Regions from separate parts of the Mus musculus genome. Here all the other regions are linked to region 5. A link is a contact called in public Hi-C and HiChIP or PLAC-seq data. All regions are on one chromosome and are shown on one strand. The core of a region is the stretch at or near the end of the contact, and the rest is flanking DNA. Distances in the headings are between cores, read along the strand shown. Region 1 has its middle 24 kb from the start of Gm39549. Region 2 has its middle 18 kb from the start of Gm15232. Region 3 has its middle 10 kb from the start of Gm8817. Region 4 holds the start of Glra2 (glycine receptor, alpha 2 subunit). Region 5 holds the start of Gemin8 (gem nuclear organelle associated protein 8).

What was found. A called contact is a pair of places that touch in the nucleus more often than the background predicts. HiChIP or PLAC-seq counts read pairs in DNA pulled down with a chosen protein or histone mark.
Region 1: an H3K27ac HiChIP or PLAC-seq map of large pre-B cells shows a contact between it and region 5, with 3 times the contacts expected there. The contact joins the enhancer-like site here to the promoter of Gemin8 in region 5. A contact is called at or near these places in 2 of 39 promoter capture datasets (embryonic stem cells and maxillary cranial neural crest), 3 of 115 datasets of contacts at active chromatin or transcription factors (large pre-B cells and stem cell-derived neural progenitor cells) and 1 of 9 other capture datasets (adipose tissue).
Region 2: a contact with region 5 is called in an H3K4me3 HiChIP or PLAC-seq map of the 230-238 cell line, with 11 times the contacts expected there. The contact joins the enhancer-like site here to the promoter of Gemin8 in region 5. A contact is called at or near these places in 1 of 39 promoter capture datasets (embryonic stem cells) and 3 of 115 datasets of contacts at active chromatin or transcription factors (the 230-238 cell line, memory CD8 T cells and stem cell-derived neural progenitor cells).
Region 3: an HNF4G HiChIP or PLAC-seq map of pancreatic cancer cells shows a contact between it and region 5. The contact joins the enhancer-like site here to the promoter of Gemin8 in region 5. A contact is called at or near these places in 2 of 39 promoter capture datasets (embryonic stem cells and neural stem cells), 4 of 115 datasets of contacts at active chromatin or transcription factors (embryonic stem cells, large pre-B cells, pancreatic cancer cells and 1 more) and 1 of 9 other capture datasets (adipose tissue).
Region 4: a contact with region 5 is called in a Hi-C map of liver, with 5 times the contacts expected there. The contact joins the promoter of Glra2 here to the promoter of Gemin8 in region 5. A contact is called at or near these places in 9 of 39 promoter capture datasets (cranial neural crest, embryonic stem cells, frontonasal cranial neural crest and 4 more), 3 of 484 Hi-C or Micro-C datasets (embryonic stem cells, liver and neural progenitor cells) and 2 of 115 datasets of contacts at active chromatin or transcription factors (astrocytes and embryonic stem cells).

Annotation. Positions count from the first base shown.
Region 1 is chrX:167,144,511-167,147,210 of GRCm38.p6, forward strand. No RefSeq gene overlaps it. Among named protein-coding and RNA genes, the nearest start is that of Gm39549, 24 kb to the right of the region's middle. Within about 2 kb of position 1,386, at least 41 of the 459 cell types and tissues checked have an H3K27ac peak or open chromatin away from gene starts, as enhancers often do.
Region 2 is chrX:167,118,296-167,121,047 of GRCm38.p6, forward strand. No RefSeq gene overlaps it. Among named protein-coding and RNA genes, the nearest start is that of Gm15232, 18 kb to the left of the region's middle. Within about 2 kb of position 1,481, at least 25 of the 459 cell types and tissues checked have an H3K27ac peak or open chromatin away from gene starts, as enhancers often do. A contact at or near this core is called in the 230-238 cell line, where this site is marked.
Region 3 is chrX:167,058,642-167,061,342 of GRCm38.p6, forward strand. No RefSeq gene overlaps it. Among named protein-coding and RNA genes, the nearest start is that of Gm8817, 10 kb to the right of the region's middle. Within about 2 kb of position 1,275, at least 3 of the 459 cell types and tissues checked have an H3K27ac peak or open chromatin away from gene starts, as enhancers often do. A contact at or near this core is called in pancreatic cancer cells, where this site is marked.
Region 4 is chrX:165,325,964-165,328,663 of GRCm38.p6, forward strand. It overlaps Glra2 (glycine receptor, alpha 2 subunit), which reads right to left and starts at 1,430. Exons shown (of 9, transcript NM_183427.5): 1 at 839-1,430. The coding sequence starts at 906.
Region 5 is chrX:166,169,182-166,171,881 of GRCm38.p6, forward strand. Gemin8 (gem nuclear organelle associated protein 8) reads left to right here and starts at 1,273. Exons shown (of 4, transcript NM_146238.4): 1 at 1,273-1,369.

The DNA of each region.
Region 1 (2,700 bases), core at 136-2,635, 980 kb after region 5:
CTTTGCTCCTGTACTAAGGGTGTTGTAATCTAGTCTGGGAGATTTCCCACAAGCACCATAGGAAGAGTCCTGCTCCAGTTGCCACAGAGATCACAGAAAAATAAATCAGGGTAGCTTTTCTGAAAGATATAGGGTACTCTTCCCTTTTTTTTTTTCCTGTCTTTGTAGCCTAAAATAGCCTTGAACTCCCCGATCCTCCAGACTTCACCTCTAGAGAGCTAAATTATAGGCACAGACCATCATGTCTGGTAACTTTTTTTCTTAAGTAACCAGAGCTGCTATATCCTAGGGGAAAATGGTTTGTTTTTAATTTTCATGTTTTTCCCAGCTTAAAATAATTGCTTTAAAAAACTCTCGGGATTGTGGAGAGCATCAAAATGTAAATGAATGAAAAGCATTTACGCATGTGGAAGAAAATTGGCAGAGACTTTATCACACGGACTACGGGGCACCTGCATAAACTCAGCACCACGGTTGGCTTTTGAAGCATAAGTCATTAATTCAGACAACAGGATGTGATTGTTTTGCCCGTGATTTTTTTCCTGACATTTTATTATTAGAAATTGAAAACATTTAGCAAAATTAGAAGAATTCTCTAGAGGATACTCAGAGTCCTCTATATTCTACCAGTAATATTTGGCTATGCAGGCTAAATGTCCCTTATGAAAAATGATGGGAACCCAAGTGGTTTAAGTTTGGGATTTTTTTCTTCTGAATTTGAACTGGTTGCATATATACACCAATATATCTTGGGATTGAAACCTAAGTCTAAACATGAAATTTATTTCTGTTTCTTTTATATACACAGAGGCTGAAGATGGTTTTATACAATAATTTAGTGTCCCTTCATTTTGACTGTGATGGAACCCATTAGGTGAGATGTGACATTTTTTTTTGTGGTATCACAATGGTTCTCAAAAAAAAGTCTTAGATTTTGAACAATATCAGATGTTGAATTTCCAGATTAAGGACAATCAACATGTATTTACTTATAACATACCCATTCAACTTTCTGTCTTTCGGTTTTTTGGTAATTCAAAATGAGTATGGAAAAATTAACTTTAAAAAAATGTCTTCTTACCTTTCTGGGTAGAAATCATTAAAATCAGTTTGTCAGTTTACATAGTGGGGTTGAGTGGGGACGTGAGTGGGTTGGTTGCTGGGGATGTGAGTGGGTCAGAGTTGATGTTGTTAGCAACCGGTTCTCTAAATTGCTATACTGACCCTGGGCACTCTTGAGACAGCACTGAAATTGGTTAAAACATTTCCTGTAGGCCTTTCTCTCTAGTGAGAGAAAGAAAGAAAAACGTACAAGGCCCATGCTCACTCTGATCCCTTCGGTTAGCTCGCGAAGCCCATGTGAAAAATTGTATTTTCAAGTTTCTTTGCTTCTGCTCCCCCCACAGTAGCTTCAGCCAGACTTCCTCCCTATCTGAGACTTGATGGTTTGTATCCGGAAGGGCAAAGTTGCTTCTTCTTTCTGAGAGAGCTGAAGAGCTCTCCCCCTAGGAAAGGAGATCAGTTGCCTCATCTGAAAATTTAGAAAGTCTTGGGCTCGAGCTGCCGGTGAGGGACCATTGTAACTCAGAGTCGGGTGTACTGCAGCATCTTGTTCTATTGAACAATGCCAAACCCCTTTCAGTCCTTTTCCTGCTGCCTTACATCTAGGAAGTCACTCTGCAATTCTCATTTGCCTCCACCTGACATCAAATCCCAATTTGATGGGGGAATTTTTCCTTGGCGTGTCATTCTTTCAGTGAGAGTGAGGAGGGGAGAGGGAGAAGGAAGGGGAGAGAGAAACAAAGAGACAGACACACAAAGAAAATAAAACAACAAAGAAACATTGACTTCTTAGCAGAATACCAGTGTGTGTGTGTGTGTGTGTGTGTGTGTGTGTGTTCTGTTGCAGGCAGGGCCTGGGATAATACTTCCAGCTAAAATCTTTGATGAAGCCTTAGTAAATTGTATATACCCAGATGGGCTGTAAAGCAGTGAGAGTAACTGCACAAAGCCTTCAGCAAAATTTGTTCTTTTCTTCTTAACTGTTACATATCTGAAGCTCAAAATAGAAGGAAATCTGAGACTAGGATGGCTTCCAATTGCCTAAGGTATTTCGTTGGCTAACCTGAGTACCAAAGAGACTCTGAGGAAGTGGGGACGGCTGCTGCTGCTGTTTGGTGTCAGAAATTAAAAGATTTCCTGCTAGATTCTGAGAACGGGGCGGGGAGGCTATAAAGTGCATAGCCTTGTGAAAGGGTGATAGTGCCCCCACCTACCCACCCAGCAAAGGAAAAACCCTATATCCAGCATCCTGATTCATTTCACCAGTTCGTGTAATCGCTGCTTTAGTACTGAATGTTAGGGAAGGCAGATGAAGAAAGGAGTGTGAATGAAGGAGCTGGTACACTATGGCCATGTATCAGAGACAGGATGCAGAGGCACAGATGGATGCTAGAGCTCAGCTTACTTCTTCCCTTCATTTAGTCTGAGATCCTAGCTGAAGGACTCAGACTGCTACCATTCAGGGTGGGTCTTCCCTCATAGACAAATGCTGGGCTGCGTCTCCTTGATGAGGCTAAATCCTGTTAGGCTGGCAGTAAAGATGAACTCTCATAGATGCTAGGATTGAGTCACAGCACATGTGGTACTTTCCACGGTAGAGCTGTGCATGTACCCAAGACAGGAATTAGTGTTGCAGTA
Region 2 (2,752 bases), core at 231-2,730, 950 kb after region 5:
GATTCCATAAAAGCGGATTGAAAGTGCTACATCAAGGCTTTGGGGATCATTTTACATCTTATACAGTTGAGTCAGAGTCTTCCATTTGTCTCAGAGCTTTCCAGATTGGCTCATCTAACAAGCCAGCTTGCTCCAGGGATTCCCCATCTCTGTCTCGTGAATTCTAGGATTACAGGTGGGCTGCCTCGTCCACCTGCCTTTTGTATGTCCGCTGATGATCTAAACTCTGCTCCTCCTGCTATGGTGGCAAGTGCTTTCTTTACTGAGCCATCTCTCCTGCCTGCAACTAAGATCTTTTAACTAATTAAGAGTTCTATGGTCAAGTATATTTGAAGAAATTTATGGTAAACTGAATTCTTTACCCCTGAGCCTAACAGAACCTTCCAGGTCCTCACGTATGTATAACATCAGAAAAAAGGAACACAGTTTGAAGCTGTCAACATTCCATGCTTCCTGCACATACCTGAGAATTATCTGGAGAACTCAATGGTTGGGCATTTGCCATGCATGCATGAGGCTCTGAATCTGATTCCCAACATTAAGAAGGAAAAATTAAAGATAAATACAGAAAAACAAGCAAACAAATAAACAAACAAAAACCCAGAGCTACCTGCAGAAGTGCAGATTTACTGGGTCTACAGTGGAACAAGAAATTATGAATATCTAACATCCAAATACACTTAATGTAATTTTGCCAATGTGGGACCTCTTAAGCTAGTATGGATCTGGATGAATGGAGGCTGTAAGCTTCAAGTAGTTTCAAGTTCTTCTAAGCATCTTACAACGAGATCTGCCAGAGTTAGCCTCATCCTGACTATTCATGGACAGAAAGCTGTTCTCACATGGCAAGAGGACATTCAGAGCACATACAAATGATTCAGCTGCACCTTCCCTTGTAGTATGTTCCTTAAAACTATGGTTCCATGGCCTGTATACATAATAGAATCCACCCCCACCCCCAGCAATGCTTTGGAAAGTCCTGATCCCAAGACATAATCCAACCCAGTAAACAAAAAATCCCCTAGGCTAGGGACTGTGTGCTACTAGGTTGTAAAAGTCCCTCCAGTGATGCTAATGGAAATTTACCCTTAAACCTCTGACGGAGATCAGTGAAGGAAGTGAAAGCCATAACAGGCGTAAGTGGAGCATAAATCCCCTAGCTACACCTGCTTTCCTTTCTTCCGCATCCCTGATGCTGCCAAGAAGAACTGAGAGAAGAGAGATGAGCAAGCACAGGTTCATTTCCTTCTGAGCATCGCCTAGGCTCATCTCTGTAGCTCATGTCTGGAACAAGTTATTGTCCTGTTTGGGAAGTACAGAAAACCCCCTAAGTAGGAATTTTGACCAGGATGAAGCAGTTACACTGTGTTTGTGATCAATTCAAATGCAGCATGATCTCAATCACTACACTGGAAATGATAATCCTGCCTAGCATTCTGGGAAGATAATATTGCCGGGTTTGGGTTGTAGCTCTCTGTAATTACCAGCTGGGGCACCACAGCGAGCAAGTGACTCCAGCTCACTAATCCTAATTTAGTCACATACACAGAGGGGAAAGTGAGAAGTTCATGGCATTTTGAGGTGTATGAGCAGAAAGCAATCTATCTGAACGAGAGCACACAGTATCCAAAATACAGTAAGTCTTGATAAAGGCCAGCTATTTTTTAGGTTGGTTCAATAGCATTTAAATGTCTGACCCATACATAGATCAGTAGCCACATATGGGAATGTTTATTATCTACCTTCAGTGAGACGTGTTAGTTGAGATGTTGAGATAGACTGTTCAGAAGATTTTATACTAATTTAACAGAGTATGTCTATCAAATCTAATAATAAAATGTGTGCCCTTGGATTATGTGTGCCATTATTGAGTTTTTCAAATAATTCATTTTATTAGGACATTGGCTCATGGGCTGATTTTTCATATGCCTTCCTCATTTAATATTTTTCATAATTCACCTTTATTTTATAAAAGTATTTTAAAGATAGATTGGTTATTATACAATTGATTTTATAAAGCAAGCCTGAGAACAACTAGTTTAACTATAAGTTCATAAATATTGTATCTTGGAAATGAATGGAAAACCACTAAATCTGTCTGTACTCATGCTATGCAATAAACAGACACAAATCCAGTGGCTCTAAATCATACCCACTTGTTAACTCTCCACTTCTATATGTGGGAAATGTGGCCATGGTGTATCCGAATCCTCTATTAGGGCTTCATGAGGTCCAAATACGGATACCAGTCTTACCTGGAGCTTGCACAAAGGATGGCAAAATTGAATTCCTTGAAGCTATAAGACTAGGGTCCCTGATTTCTTATTGGTGGTCAGCAAACAAAACTGGTGTGCATTATGCAATCAAGGGAGATCACATCCTATCACTTTTGACATATTTTGTTGACTGAAAGTAAAATAAGTTCTTGCAAGTACTCCAGGAGAGAGTATTAGACAAGGATCTCACTGTGGGATGTGCCCACCACACTCACTCATGTGTGTGTGTGTGTGTGTGTGTGTGTGTGTGTGTGTGTGTATGCTTAGTCTAGCAGATGAGTCTTCCAATTTTAAGTTGGCAATCACCAAATCAACCAAACCTAGCATCAAGAAAGAAACACACTGGCCAGAGATGGTGGCATACACCTTTTAAATCTAAGCACTAGGGAGGTAGAGGCAAGTGGATCTCTGAGTTCAAGGCCAGTGTGGTCTACAAAGAGGGATCTATGACAGTCAGGGCTGTTTCACAGAGAAAC
Region 3 (2,701 bases), core at 25-2,524, 890 kb after region 5:
AGTGGGAATAGTGATGTATCTGACTCTTTTGCCTGTTCTTGGAACCCTTTTCCTCCTAGGGGGTTGCCCCATCCATCCTTGATATGAAGATTTACGCCTAATGATGTTATTGTAACATGTTATGAAATGTTTGCTGTAGATCCCTGGGAGGCCTGCTCTTTTTGGAAGGGTAATGGCAGAGGAATGGAACTGAGGAAGAGAAGAGGGGAAGACTGGAAGAAATGGAGAGAGGGGAAACTGAGGTCTGGATATATTGAAATAAAGAAAATAAAATTAAAATAAAAGAAGCCCACACATCAGTATTCTTTCCCATTCTCTCTTTCCCAACAATGAGATGTAACTTTAGGGGCAGTGAAGCTCAGCTGTATGGTTCTGGAATGGTGGATAATATACCAATTTGCACTTGCTCAAACCCATTGAATGAATAATAACAAGTATGAGCTCTCAGGTAAACTCTGGATTTTGGTAATAATGCTGTCAATGTGGGTTCATCAGTTGTTAATAAATATATCACCCTGATGGAAGGTGTTGCTCATCAAAGAGGTAATGGGACCAGATAGAGCTGAGAACTCTTTACTTCTTCTCAATCTTGCTATTTAACTTTAGCTTTAAGTTGAACATTCAAGAGGTTGAATCAGGAGGATCAGAAGTTCAAAAGCATTCTTAACTATACATAGTGAGCTCGAGGTCGTCATTGGTTATATGAGGCCCTATCTAGAAAAGAACAAAGGGAGAAAGAAAAGAAAAGAAAGAAAGAAAGAAAGGAAGGAAGGAAGGAAGGAAGGAAGGAAGGAAGGAAGGAAGGAAGGAAGGAAGGAAGGAAGGAAGAAGAGAAGAAAGGAAAGAATGAGAAACCTTTAAACTGCTCTGTATTAGTTACTTTTCTCATTACCATAGCAAAATACAGACAAAAACAACTTGAGGAAAAGAAGGTATTTGGGCTCATAGTTCAAGTATAATGTCATGGTGATCAGGGTGTGAAGCAGATGATCACATGCATCAACAGTTAGAAAGTAGAGATATATCTATGCTCTGCTCTCCTTCTTATGTAGTCCATGTCCCCAGCCCAAATAACAGTGCTGCCCACAGTTAGCATAGGTTTGTTCACGTCAGTTAACCAATTCCAGAAATTCCTTAATATACATGCACAAACTTGTCTTCTAGCAACCTATAGAGTAAATATTATCAGAGAGAGGGGGGGGGATCCATACATGGCTCAGCAGTTAAGAGTGCCTACTACTCTTTCAGAGAACCCAAATTACATTCCTAGCACCAATACTGAGTGTCTCACAAGTGCTTGTGATCCAGTTCCAGGAGGTCTGACTCACTTTTATGGATTCCTGTGGCCTTTCCTTCACTTTCATGGTGACAGCATCTGTCTACATGCAAGGCAGGTATAAACTGCAAGCAGGAGGAGGAAGGGGATACAGATATGGCTCAGTGGATAAAATGCCTGTGGCATAAGCATGGGAACGCTAGTTCGCCTCTCCAGCATGGAAGAGACAGACATAAGCAGACCACGAGTTCACTGGCCAGCTAGTCTAGCCAATCACTGTACCCCATGTTCAGTAAAATAACCTGTCTGAAGACACAACGTGGAGAGTGGCAAGTAAAGATGCCTACTGTCAGCCTCTGGTTTCCACATACACATATGCATTCACATATATGTCTATACGCACTTACATGTATGCACACACACACACACACACACACACACACACACTGAAAAGGAAGAGGAAAATGACACACTAGCTGACTAAGTCTCTTTCTCATCATAGACGGAAAAATGATTCTTTTCAGAAGGACTATTGTGCTTTGGCCTCCTGCCCAAAACCAGGTTGTGTGGCTCTTCCAGGATACAGGAGAGTCTGAGACACAGAGCTAGACAGGCTGCTCCTGCATACAGAATGGAGGTGCTGTTAGCTTAGAAGAAGGGAGTGAATTGATATTGTAATACAAATAACAGTATCTGTTATCTGCAGTCTCAATAACTAATTCCTGAGTGGTTTTCTAACAGATGAGTTAAGGCATATAAAGCAGCCTTTTTGATTGATAAAGCCGCCTTTTTGATTGGCATCTGCCTTCAAACAGTCTTCCTTCCTTCCTTCCTTCCTTCCTTCCTTCCTTCCTTCCTTCCTTCCTTCCTTCCTTCCTTCCTTCCGCTTTCTCTCTCTCTTTCTTTCTTTCTTTCTTTCTTTCTTTCTTTCTTTCTTTCTTTCTTTCTTTCTTTCCATCCTGTTTTCCCTTTTAAAAGAACAGGATCTAATATGTGAGTGATGGCCTCAAACCCACTATGTGGTTGAAAGTGCTTTTGTACTTCTGATCCACCCGCCCCACTCTCTTCAGTGTTGTCTTAGTTAGGGTTTCTATTGCTGTAAAGAGACACCATGACCACAGCAACTCTTATAAAGGAAAACATTTCATTTACAGGTTCAGAGGTTGAGTTCATTACTAGCGTGGAGGAATACATGGCAGCACACAGGTAGACATATTGCTTGAGAAGTAGCTAAGAATTCTACATCTGGATATTCTGCAGATTCCATGCACATAGTATGCTAGGCAAAAAAAAAAAAAAAAAAAAAAAAAAGACCTATCTCTGTCTTATGTATGTTTCAAAAGTGGTTCCCAAACTGTTGGGACCCTTTAATGCTGTAGTAATCACCCACCCCAACTCCTATCATAAAATTATTTTTCTTGCTAC
Region 4 (2,700 bases), core at 180-2,679, 840 kb before region 5:
ACCTATATTTTGTTTTAATAGCATTTTTTTTTATGTCTAGCCTGTCTTAGACTCTATGTCATTAACTGGATATTTCACTCACTGCCAATAAAACTGATTGAAGTATCAATTGATTTCACAATTAGTAAATTATATAGAGAATACAAGCATGCAAATATGACATCTCACTTGTTTTAATTATCCACACCCCATTTCTCATACAGACATAAGTACAAAGATGTCATTTTTAATTAAATTTTGATATGCAATCAATTCTCAAATAGACCGAACAAGAGGATAGAGTTGCATAAAGATATTTACTACTTGAAAAAAATGTCTAAATCATAGACTTCATAGTACAATTTTAGTTAGTGAGATATAAGAGAAGTCCCAAGTTGGCTGAGAATCAGCGTTCTTATTTATTTTACATCAAATGAGCGTGCTCCTGGGGAATTAATCCAATCACTTCCACCATATGAAAAAAGGAACATTGCACCCAATAATCCCTTTAAATGACTTCCAGAAGAATTTGAAAGCTAAAGATATCAACCTTACACAGTAATGTAAAGAGCACACAACTCACTAGTCTAATCTTAATATCACATTGACGGCGAAAATGTGTGCCAAAATGCATAAAGTGCAGCTATATAACATAAAACTTGCTTTGGTGAACATTTGCCTCCCTCCCACCATAATTAAGCTTTTTTTTTTTTTTTTTTAATGAACAAAAGAAAGCAAACTCTCCTCTCCGACATTGGAATAGTAGGATTTAGGGAACAAATAGACAGATCATTACATACTTTCTCTTTCAAACAGTTTTCATGTGGAAAATATAAGCATGCAAAATCATTTCACCTACCTGAAGTGGTTTGTCCCTAAGAAAAATGCAAACAAGGCTGTCAAAATGTTCACTAGCTGCCGGTACATTCCTGTTTCTGTGATGGTTGTGGAAAATATCCCGAAATGATTCCAGAAAGGAGACTAGGACAAAGTGCCTATTTATTGTCCAGACTCAAAATCTGGCAGGAATCTAGTTTCCTTGAAAATCAAAAAGAGATTTGGGGTTGTACAGTTTGCTGAGAAAAAACAAAAAGTGCCAGTCTTGGGCATCATGGTCAGGTCAAACCAAGACTCAGAACCATCAGTTAGCCCAGGAGAGACAAAGCCTCAGAACTGATGAATCCCCTAGCTGCTTTTCCTGAATAATAAAAATGCTGTTACCTTAATCGCATCACCATGCAAAGGGGGCTGGTGACAATGCCACGCTGGAAGTCAGGCTGCTGTAGCTTTTGTTTTATATCTTTTCTATTCAGCAAAGCCCCTCTCCTTAGGAAATGTTCTCTTTTAAAAAGAAGTTGCAAATGAGGGAGAAGAAAAGACTCTGTATATTGAAGTGTTTGGGGGAAAGAGGGAAAAAATGCTGCGATCCTGTGCTGGAATGAGAGCTACAGAAAGAGACGGAGACGTGATCTTACCCAGCCTATAAATTTCAGCACTCGGACAGCTCCTAGCTCTGAAGTGCGCATGTTTCCTTTTTCAGTAGCTTGGGGCGGGGGTCGGAGAGAGGCTTTTGAGAGGAGATGAGCCTGCTGTTGAAATGCAGAGTGACTGATTCTTTGGTAAGGGGCTACTGAAAGGAGTGCGATAACAACTATGGCTAGAGTCTGTGTAGAGGGAAAAGGTGAGGCTAGGGTCGAGCTCCCAGAAATGCCTGTGGGTAGGCGGGAAAGGAGTTTGAAGCAGAAGAGACTGAAAGAGGATTAAAAGTATCAGAAAAGTAAACTAGGACAACAGAGAACAAGATCCAGGGAACTGAAATTATAATAGGGATATAGGAAGTCAACATCTAGTCAGCGGAAGCTAGAGGAAAAGCGAAGTCCTGTGCTGAAGGCTGAAGTGGAGAGTGTATTTCCTCGGCATAGAGAAGCTTTCACGTACAAAAAAAAAAAAAAAAAAAAAAAAAAAAAAGGTGCGCGGAGATCAGCAATTTAGAATATCTTCTGCCTTTCTCAGCTCTTGAGTGTTTTGTTTTGATTTTAGCCTCTTGTTCCTAACTGATCTATCTTCCTACTTGGGAAAGTTCGTTCTACTGTTCAGTGCATAAAATCTTGGGGCATCCTCAAGTCGCAAGTAAATACCAAAAGGGAAAGAAAAGGACAGTGAGCCAGCAGGGGGCAGTAGCAATCTTTTCCTGCCCGAATTAAGGTTTGAACAGGGTTCCATGATAGAAATGGAGCAAGAAAAAGTGAAGACTGGGGGCTTAGTCTCACCATTGCAGTACAGAGTGTTAATCACCAATAAGGGTCAAATAATTAAGTGGATTTTTCCTCTTCCCACACTGGCTGAAAACTGATTGAAAGTTCCTGAGTTCAGTTCAAAGCATATCACATAACCTGCTCTCTCCAAATGAATTTACCAATACTATTAATAAAAAGAGAAAGGGGAAATATTTTAACAGTAGTAACTAGTTTCCCTTGAAAATGTGCACTTACGATGAAGTGGGTGAGGAACTTGCATTTGTCCATGAAATATCACTCCTTAGCCACCTTGGCACTCTACCACAGGACTTGATTTGAGAATGCTTTACTATTGTTAAATTTATCCCATAAATGACAAGCTTATCCTTGGGTTGGCTTGAATATCAAAGAAAAGTCACAAAAATTTTATACTTTTTCAAAAGTAGATTCTGAGAGGAAAAAATATCTAAGTTCTTTTCATTTT
Region 5 (2,700 bases), core at 23-2,522:
TAAAATATGTACATGGAATTCATTTTACTCTTCATTTAAGGTAAATTCTCCTTCCCTAAGGCAAGGATTTTTTTTTTCCTCAAACAGCTTCATGCATCCCAGGTTGACCTCAGATTCACTGTGTAGCCACAACAACCTTGCTTCCATGCCCAGAATTCTAGGATTACAGATGCGCCAATATGCCCAGATGTGAGATGTTATAAAGGAATGATCCAGCGCATCATTCATGCTGGACAAACATTCTATCAATGAAGCTACACCACTGCCAGGTTAAGATTGCTTAAAATGTGAGTTAGTTAAGGCAGGCTTGTTGATACGCGTGCCTGTAATCCCAACAGTCAAGAGACCGGTGGATCTCTGGGAATTCAAACCAGCCAGGGCAAGATGATGACCTTCGACCCAGCTGAAAGTGAGACAGTGTCAACAACAACTAGACAGTTCACGTATTTTTTTTTCAATATTAACTCTTTAAAATGTACTGTGGAATTTAGTTAAGCACATCGAAAATTCTCACATTTAAGTACCTCAAAATCACGTGTGCCTTGAAGCTACAAGACACTGCAGATACTTAGCATATAGTAGACATCTGGTATATGTTTGCTAAATATTCTTTTATACTACTTTGATTCACCAATATTACAGGAATGATAAGGTAATAATGTCCCACTACTGACATTGCCTAATTATCTTAGCCTTTGGCATTTAAATTGTTTCCTATTTTCACTTTTTGGAATAACCATGCATCTGGTCCAAATCTGGTTTTCCTAGTAATAAATTCCTGCAAAATATGGCACATTTTGCCAAATAAGCCCACTTGGCCTTCTAGTAGTTCATCTTTGGTTACTAAGGACTCTTGTGCAACTCTAGAAGGGCATGTACTGCTGACGATTATAATGACAGAAACACTAGGTACAAATTAAGGTTCATAAATGTCAAGCTGACACAGATCTGAGTGAATCTGTATTTTCAAAACAATTTCTCACCTTCCATTTTAGTTAAGAAAGTGAAAAGAAAGTAAAAGCTAAAGAAGAAATAATAATAATAATAACCGAAAGCTGAGGGTGCAATTCAGTTCTGATCCCCTAGTGCCCAATAGCTAGCTGCCGGGACCGCCCAAACAAACGAATTCGCTTCCTGTGCCGCCCTTGACTCTGTGTAGCCACTGACACGACGTTACGTCACGGATAAGGCGGGACTTCCGTCTTTCAAGCCCCGTACCGGAAGCGAGCTCCTTGTTGCCCAGGCAACCCGAGCCTCCCGCTCTCCTTGTGTCACTCCCCCACTTCTCCCGCCCCTTCCTCCTCCCCACCACCAGAGCTAGGTCCGTTGTTGCCCACCGCCCGAGATCTGCCAGCTGCGTGCCCACGAGGTGACTTCGGGGGCTGATGGGTTGCTTTTGGGGAGTAAGGGAATAGCGTGGCGGACTCCTGAAGCTTGGAGTACTGGCTTGGCGCTCATGCTGTGGCTTTAATTACCATCACCCGGCAGCACGAGGAGGTTGCCTAGACCCGTGAGAGTCCCAACCCCTGACAGACTGTTAAAACTAGTTCTAATTTATGCTCTCAAGCCCTATGTGCTTCCTAATCCTTGGGTGCCTGCTGAGAATTCTGTTCCCAGGCCCCCACCTCAGACTATTCCAGTTCAGATCTTGAGAAGTGAGGCTCAAGCATGGGAAGGTTTGGGGTTTTTGTTTGTTTTGTTTTGTTTTAACTCACAGTGTAATTCAAACGTGCTGTGGATCACAATGTTGCAGGAAGTCTGTCAGGACACGTTTCTGCAGAGATGTCTAAGCTACTGGCTCATTTACAAAAACAAAACAACAAAAACCTGAGTTTCTCCCCCGCCCCCCTTGCAACTTTTGAGTTCTGTAGGTCAGAATTCTTAGTTGATGTTATCTTAAGAACATTTGACAGTTGCTGTGGGTAGCCAGAGTTCTGAACCATTTTCCCTTTTTTTTTCTGAAATGATTGTTACAAACTCGTTGCACAAATTAGGCTCTGGACTCCACTGTTGTTGGGGTTTTTATTTGCTTGGGGGGGGTTGTTTGTTGGTTTTTGTTTTGTTGTTGTTTTTTAACTAAAAGCCAGAACATTACTCAAAATCTTAAGACTAAAAGTTACAGACACAAAGCCTCTATGAATTGTGAGATTGTGATACTGTTTGAAAGTACAATTTATGCTAGCATGATTCGTCAAGATAACAGTGTCTTTGGGATGGCAGTGGAAAGAGAAACCATGTGTATATGCTTTGGGTAAATCTAACACGTGCAAGTTCACAGTAAAGTGTATGATCCCTTCTGTTGACTGCTGGGCTGGGGGGAAAAATCAACCCAAGTTGCAGAGAGGCAGGCGTTTCCATCGTGAAACTGTTTTACAGATGGCAGAGGCTTATTGGTGTTTCTTCAAGTCCAGCGTTTAAGGAGAAGTTAAGATAAGAAGGATGGCAGGAAATTAAACATAGCTAGAGGTTAGATAAGAGTTCTCAAGCACACTATAGAACTCTCAGAATTACTTCTTTATGTTGGGAAATCCACTCATAAAGCACTTGGACAATCAGATGCAGACTGTAACATTTAAGGCCAGATGAACTGGAAATATATTAATATATTTAGACATTTGGAACTTCTTACTGATTGTTGTTTTTAGTTACTGCCCCTTAATAATTTGGGGGAGCACGGGTAGGAGAGAATATTATCAGGAT